Linked DNA regions of Mus musculus: region 2 is linked to region 1. The links are chromatin contacts, called in public HiChIP or PLAC-seq maps. All regions are on one chromosome and are shown on one strand. The core of a region is the stretch at or near the end of the contact, and the rest is flanking DNA. Distances in the headings are between cores, read along the strand shown. Region 1 overlaps Ampd3 (adenosine monophosphate deaminase 3). Region 2 overlaps Mrvi1 (MRV integration site 1).

The links. HiChIP or PLAC-seq counts read pairs in DNA pulled down with a chosen protein or histone mark.
Region 2: a contact with region 1 is called in a BATF HiChIP or PLAC-seq map of CD8 T cells, with 6 read pairs. The contact joins two enhancer-like sites. A contact is called at or near these places in 3 of 39 promoter capture datasets (3T3-L1-derived adipocytes, embryonic stem cells and trophoblast stem cells), 3 of 484 Hi-C or Micro-C datasets (bone marrow-derived macrophages, embryonic stem cells and extraembryonic endoderm stem cells), 8 of 115 datasets of contacts at active chromatin or transcription factors (the 230-238 cell line, CD8 T cells, the HPC-7 cell line and 4 more) and 6 of 9 other capture datasets (adipose tissue, bone marrow-derived macrophages, embryonic stem cells and 3 more).

The regions. Positions count from the first base shown.
Region 1 is chr7:110,794,829-110,798,246 of GRCm38.p6, forward strand. It overlaps Ampd3 (adenosine monophosphate deaminase 3), which reads left to right. Exons shown (of 15, transcript NM_001276301.1): 6 at 851-980. Among named protein-coding and RNA genes, the nearest start is that of Gm39069, 16 kb to the left of the region's middle. Within about 2 kb of position 1,998, at least 134 of the 459 cell types and tissues checked have an H3K27ac peak or open chromatin away from gene starts, as enhancers often do. A contact at or near this core is called in the 230-238 cell line and CD8 T cells, where this site is marked.
Region 2 is chr7:110,955,400-110,959,069 of GRCm38.p6, forward strand. All of the region lies in intron 1 of Mrvi1 (MRV integration site 1), which reads right to left. Among named protein-coding and RNA genes, the nearest start is that of Mrvi1, 25 kb to the right of the region's middle. Within about 2 kb of position 1,287, at least 90 of the 459 cell types and tissues checked have an H3K27ac peak or open chromatin away from gene starts, as enhancers often do. A contact at or near this core is called in the 230-238 cell line and CD8 T cells, where this site is marked.

The DNA.
Region 1 (3,418 bases), core at 748-3,247:
AAACAGTATGTGATCTCTCTAGTTCCTAGCAGCTGCTCATTATGGCGGCCTAGGGAGATGCAGGCAGCTGCTGTTTGAGAGCACCGAGGGAGCAGGGTCAGTTCTGTGAGGCTGGGCAGCTGAGCTGGGTGTGGGAGACATCTGGTCATAGCAGTGAGTCGCATCTTAGTTCGCTGAGGAAAACTTATTCCCAAGGAGTGCTTTCCCTGGGTGAGGACCCTGGGGTGTCAGTCCCACAGAGCTGTCTGTCTCAGTGGTCCTTACCTGCTCCTCACTGTAAACATCCTCTTCCTGCCCAGGAATCTCAGAGCTGAGGATCCCTTAGGTCGTGGGAATCTAGGGACAGTTGGTCATGGGTGGAGGGTTGATGCCTCTGCATCCTAAGCTAGGCAGGTGGTAGTAGATGGTTTGACTGCATTATTCACATTCTGGGCAATGAATTTTGTAGTTAAAGAATTATGGGGGCTGAGGAGAGAGGAGGGGCTCCTCTGCTCAGCCAGACCCAGAGCCTGAAACAAGTACTTCAGTCTGGGGCGGCACCGTCTCCATGGTTATACATGGGATGGTTATCCCTGTGCTAATTGCCCAAACATAAGACAACAAAACCCTGCCTGGGCTCCCAGAGTTGGTGCTTCCCTCCCGTGTGTCTTGACCGTCTGCTCATGTGGTGTCCTCACACGTGTGTGCTGGTCAGCTCAGCCAGGTCTGAGGAAAGCTGGAAGCATCTCGGCTCTTCTTCCTCCATGCTGTCAGAACCTGACCCTTCCAGCCCCGGTCACTACCCTGTCTTGAGGTTGCTAAACTGTCATTTGATGTCTTACTGGGGTCTCTATCTCTCACCAACTTGCAGGAAAACCTATTGTCACCGGCGACTGAACTTTCTGGAATCCAAGTTTAGCCTTCATGAGATGTTAAATGAAATGTCAGAGTTCAAGGAATTGAAGAGTAACCCCCACAGAGACTTTTATAATGTGAGAAAGGTATGTGGTGGCTGGTGTCCAAGCCACTCACCTGGCCCATACTGGGCCCAGGGAATGATGCCCTGGGTCTGTCTAGGTCCAGAGTTGGGTGAGCACCAGGTCTCCTGGCTGGAGTAGCCTGTGTGATAAAACATGCCTGTGCAGCAGGAAGACTGGCAGACTGTGTCCTTGACTCGGGTTGTCTCGGATACTGTGGTACCATTCTAGATCCACGGTGGAAAGTCTGTGTTGGTGCAAGTCTTTCTCCAGCATCAGAACATAGCCTGCTAACTGGTCTTAACAGTGGCGGCTTTAGGGTAGTGGGTGTGTTAGAGACATCACAGAGGGAAAGCTGTCAGGACCTGTCTGGACTTAGGAGTTGGCAGGTTTCCATCCTTTGGAGTCAGCTCTATTAAAGCAAAGCACTGAGATGCTCCAGCCTCTGCCCCTCCTCTGCCCCTGGAGTGGCCGCGTGGCTCTGGTACCTTCTGCCTTCAGGGGCAGCAACAGGGCAGGTGTGCGTTAGAGGATCCTGGCCTGGAGGCTTTTCCACTTTCTTCCAGGGGAAGGAAGACTTGGGATCATGCTGAGCATGGCTCGGATGGAGACCAAGACTCAACTTTCTGTTCATAAGAATCCTCAGAGACAAGTGCTGTGACGGGGGTGGGGAGTGGCTTTCAGAGGGGCCAGAACTGAGGAGGAGAGGCCGTGTGGTACAGGAGAAGGAACAGTGATAGCGGCCTCTGGGGAGGGAGCAGAGTGTGCAGATGTCAGGAGGGGGGAGGGAGGAGAGAGTGTGCAAGCTCGTGGGGTTGGAAGGTGGGTGACAGCCAAGTAGAGGGAGCTGTGGGAAGGTTCTGCACCATGGAGGCCTATGGACTTCTTAAAGAATGTCGTAAATCTCAGACTCTGGACCAAGAAGAGGCTTCGGAAGTAAGAGTAGGACACGTGGGTTATTGGATGCATGGGCAGAGGTGAAAGGTTGTGGTTAGACCACTTCCCTAGACACAACAGCCACTGTCTGTTCCTTATTTGGGTGGCTCAGTTTCTGTGAGAACTTAGCACATACCCTGGCAGATGGGGGAAACACCTCCCCCAGCCTGGCATAGCCCCGCCCCGCCCTCTGCAAGTGTGAGCGAGTGCTTTGGGCCTCTATAGCTCCTGAGGCTTGGGGCCAGGCTGGCCTAGCCAGCTGTGCTTCTGATGGTCCTGCGGTCATCCCTGGATGGCCCATGACTGTCCCTGGGCTGCTCCTTGGCCATGATGTGAGAGAGAATAGATGATTCTTGGGGTTTCCTGGCAGTCTGAGGTTGATGCCTGCTCTATCCACAACAGTCTGGCTTTTGGCACCTAAATTGGTCCCTAAGTATGAATCCAGAGCTGCTGAGTTAGGCCTGGTCCTCCAGGACAGGGGAGTTGGCAGGGTGCTGGGTGATTTGTTTTCTCACTCAAAATCTGGGTTCTAAGGACAAGACTGAGATTTAAAATCTACAGTGACAGGGAAGGGGTATCCCTATCTCCATGGTGGCTGCCATGTCCAGAGTCAGGCTCTAAAGTCAGCATGGGTAGTAAGGAATGAGTTTTGATATTGGGAGTCCCAACCAGCAGGACCCTATACTTGAGCGTGTAGTCTCTGCCCACCGCTAAGAAGGAAGGACTGTGTTTGCTACTTGGAAGTTGGATGTTGGATCGAAATGAGCATTGTCCACTTTGGTAAAGTGTAACACTAGGGACATCATAGGTATCATTTAGGCCAAGCCTGATCAAGTGGGGTCGGCTTCCTGAAGCTATTCAAGCTTAGAGAAAGAGTATGAGTATCGATTACTCATGTCTGCCATGGGTGTGAAAAGAGCCAGTGTTAGTTAGCTCAGGTCTCAGACATCAAACAGTGCTTCACTGAAATGTGACTGGTCTGTGAACCTTGATCTCACGTGACAGTAAAGTATCCGCGTAGATTCTTCTAGCCAGTCGAAGACACTAAAATGAAGGCCTTTTTTGACTTATTCTGCAAGTTGGAGTAGGGGATTCCTGGATGGCCCAGCTGGTTTCATTCTATGTCCTGTGACTCATGGGAGCTATGACAGGCTGTGTGTATGACTGTGAAGCTGGAAGACACAGCTAGAATGGCAAAGAATGTGTGGAGTCATGCTGAGTGAGGTAGGCCAAGCCAGGCTGGCTCCTTGTCGCCTCTCGGCTATGAAGCGCTGGAGCTTCAGCCCCGCTCCGTGTAATGTTCTGCATCTCACAGCTTTGAGTTCTTCTGTCTTTCCTGGAGGAGGGTCAAGAACTGATGGCAGGAAGGTCCCTGATGAGTGAGCACTGTCCCCAACACCATAGGCTGGCTGGGATAATGGACACACAAGTCCAATAGATCAAATGTCTGGCTTGGCATGTCTTAACAGATGACCAACCAGCTGTGGACAGCATTCCCCGGCTTGAGGTCAGTGTCTCCTCCCCCA
Region 2 (3,670 bases), core at 37-2,536, 160 kb after region 1:
ATTCACTATAAAGACATAAATATTCATATCTCAATGCTGTCCAGTGCAGGGACAAACACAGAAGAACGACTCTCTAAGTGTTTGTTGAATGAATCAACAACAGCCAATCTGGAATACATAGAGAAGGAGGCTTTGCTTTAGTTGAGAAGCAGCTTCTGAGAAAATGGGGTTCATGAAGAGATAGCACACACACACACACCTCCTTCTGGGGCCAGGCAAGTGAGATGAAGGCAGGGCCTCCTCTGTGGATTGATGGAGTCTGTGGTGACAGAGAGTGCAACTGTCACTTAACCAGAGCGGCTACTATTCAATTTTGGGGTCAGGAAGAAATATCATCTTTTGTTGGCAAGCACTTCCAGTTTCCAAGAAAAGCCAAAACTCTAGTGCTAAAAATAAAATCACCTGATTTAGAAACGTTAAAGCTAATACCAAAAAAAAAAAAAAAATTATAGAAATACCACAAGGACCAAACATGTGACTCTGGGGACTCAGACTGCAGCTACCAGTTGCCACCCCTGATTTATGCCCTCAAGTATGTTCCTCTGGGCTTCACATACAAATTAATCTAATTCATTCTCAGCAGCAGTGCCAGCAAGAGCACCCTCGGGAAGGCCAGGGAGCAAAGCAAAGCCCAGTCCTTCCAAAAGGCTGGCAGTACCTCATCAGGTACACACAGAGTTCTGTCCCCAGGGCCGTGTGGTCCCTGGGGCAGCTCCTCCATGTCCGGGCCTAGGTATGGTTGCCAAGTATGGCTTCACTTCTTCATGGCGGCAGGGTCTTGCATCAGGGAAGTACCTCTCAAGCCAATGACCATATGCCCAGAAACGTCATCACTTCACACACAGCTCAGCAGCCATGGCAGTCACACAGCACAGCACAGCACAGAGAGGGTGACAGTGATCTTAGTGGGATATAAACCTGGCTCCCTCCTAGCTCTGCCTTGAAGCTCAGAGATCCTGACAGAGAATGAACTTCTCAGGCTGTGACTGGAAAAGAGGACTTGGCCCCTTCTACCGACTGCCGTAGGTATCATCGACGGGAAGCGCTCAAGAAAGGGTACATGCAGACACTTCCGTGTCTCTTAACTCAACTAAGGACAACACCGACAACCTAAGCCCTCCTTTGTGCCGGTTTGAACCTAAAAGTGTCCACCACAGACTTCTGGGTTCAGATACTTGGCCTCTAAACTGGCAGTGCTATTTTGGAAGGCTGTGGACCAGTGGAGACCTGTGGCCCAGCTAAAGGAAGTGGATTGATCTCTGGAGGGTGGGCCTTGAGGTTTATGGTCCCATCTGGCTTCCTCTCTTGTCTCTGCTTCCTGTCCCTGCCCTCACACTCCTGCCACCACAGCCTGAGCAGCTACACCACCATGCTTCCTACCCCCTGACCCCCACCCTCACCCCCACCCTCACCTTCCTCCACCGGACTGTCCCTGCAAAAGAAATCATTTCTTCCTCAGGTTGCTTCGTATCAGGCATTTGGTGACACTGACAGGAAAAACGGTAGCTAACACACTTTTGCCCGGCCTTCTGCCCACATCCTTTCTTTCTCTTCCTCAGCTTTATTTCATTTCAGACTCACCTATAGACAGTGAGACCTGACCCTCAGGGCCAGCATGCAACTCACCTCTGAGGGTTTCCTGGGACGCTGAATGACTGAGTGGAGGAAAGAAAGTGTCACACACTCCACAAAACGGATGTTCAAAGTCCTGGGTCTGAGGCTACCTTGGGATCTGTGACCGCCCCCCTTGCCCCCTCAGGACTGGCGACCCCATCATGGCTTCTGGAGTTCCCCACACAAGAAGTGGAGAGGACCTAGCACTATGTTACATCTTCCGGGAGAGATGTTGAACATGTACCAGTTGGGTTGATGTACATTCTGGGGTGTGGCTGTTTTCACTCCATTCCCAGACGGCTTCCCCAGGCTAGCTTCTGAGTTTTCCATTTCACCCTTTTGAATGTGACATGCCCCTATGGGCTCACATGTCTGAACACTCCTCTCCCAGCTGGTGGTGTCATTTAGAGTGTTAGGGAGCCTTTAGGGAGGAGAAACTCACTGAAGTAAGTGGGTGTCAGGGGCTCCCACTTGCAGGTATATGGGCCAGCCCAACTCCCTGCTCACTCTCCACTCTCTGAGTGTGACACTATGTGCCCGCTGCCTCAGAGTTCTGCTCACCCATCTATCTGCCTTTCCCACCATGATGGACGGTATCCTCAAAGCTGGAAAAAAGAAAAAAAAATCCTTCCTCCTCAAATTGCTTCTTGGCAGGTATTTGTCCGCAGCGTGAAAAAGATAACTAATTCAACCATGTTTCCTGGGTTTTCTGCCACATGTGCATGCAAATTTCCCCCCAGAGGATTCCATCATGGCGCCCTCTCAAAGCACAGAGCCTTTTCCTTTTCAGTTCCAGGCTCCCATCATTCTACCCAGGGGTTCTGTGCAAACTGACTTTTAGGACAAACTTAGCAATAGGACCTGCAGCGGGTCTCTAATCATCCCCACTGGTCTCTCCAGTGGCCCTGGGAGCTAGCCATGGCACCCATGAGAATGGGGGGGGGTGTTCTCAGAGGATGCAGAAGCCCAGTGTCCACTGCCCTGGCACTCCTGGGACCTCCTTCTCAACAGAGGGCAGCCACAGGGTGTGCAAGATGGAAATAACCTTGAAACCCAAGCCCCAATTCCTTTCTCCACTATGGAGACAGACTGGCACTTGTAAGTCCTCTCACTTGGTGCCTGGAGTCACTCATTTCCTGTGAGGTAGGCCCTTGGGACCACTTGTCTCTTGTTACAGACAGAGGACTAGACTCAACATACCAGTGTGCCAACCCAGTTCTGGCTGCACTGCACACACAGACCCTCAGAAGCCAGTGTGTGCATCTGGATCAAAGCCAACAACAGCATGTTTGTGGAGCTTGGACATCTGCACCTGAAAACAAGCATTCCTTAGGATAGGAGAGAGGATGGGGAGAAAGGGATTTTGTCCACATAAGATCTGAAAAATGTCAACCCAGAAAACCAGTAGCAATAGTCTTTCTTCAAAACTCTGTAACAGACTAAAACAAACTTTCAACCCAGTACCTCCCATCACTCTCCCCAACTGCCCAACTCCCAGCATGCTTCTCCTTTGCCCCCTCCCTCTCCTTCTTTACCTCCCTTCTGAGTTTCATTCTGGAAAGTACCCACTGGGATCTCTATGCAGGACCTGGTTTGGAGATGCTGTCTAGGATGGGTGTCTGAATCATCCATCCCTCAGCAAGGCATGTCAGGTGCAACCATCCCAGGCACCAAGCATTGACCCAGCCCCTGGGGCTTCACAGTGAGTCTTCGAGGGATGTGCCCTCCCAGAAGCCTTCCCTGACCTCTCCTGGATGCTCTGTCTTCTTGGCCTGAGGAAGCACCTGTGGGTACCTCCACTGGCCATCCTGTAGCTTCTGTTTCCTGCACACGTATGTCATACCCAGTCCAACCCAGGGCAGACAGCTCACTTTCTGGAAGCTTCTGTGGGAATGTGGCACAGGTCCAGCAATCACTCAGCACCCACAGTCTCTTTTTGAGGCACGTATTCTTATGACCAAATCTCATTCTCAGATGGCACATGGATCCTGCACCGATAGAGGCTATGCAACAAGGAACTGTATCTCCATTTTACAAATGAAAAGAACCAAACCGT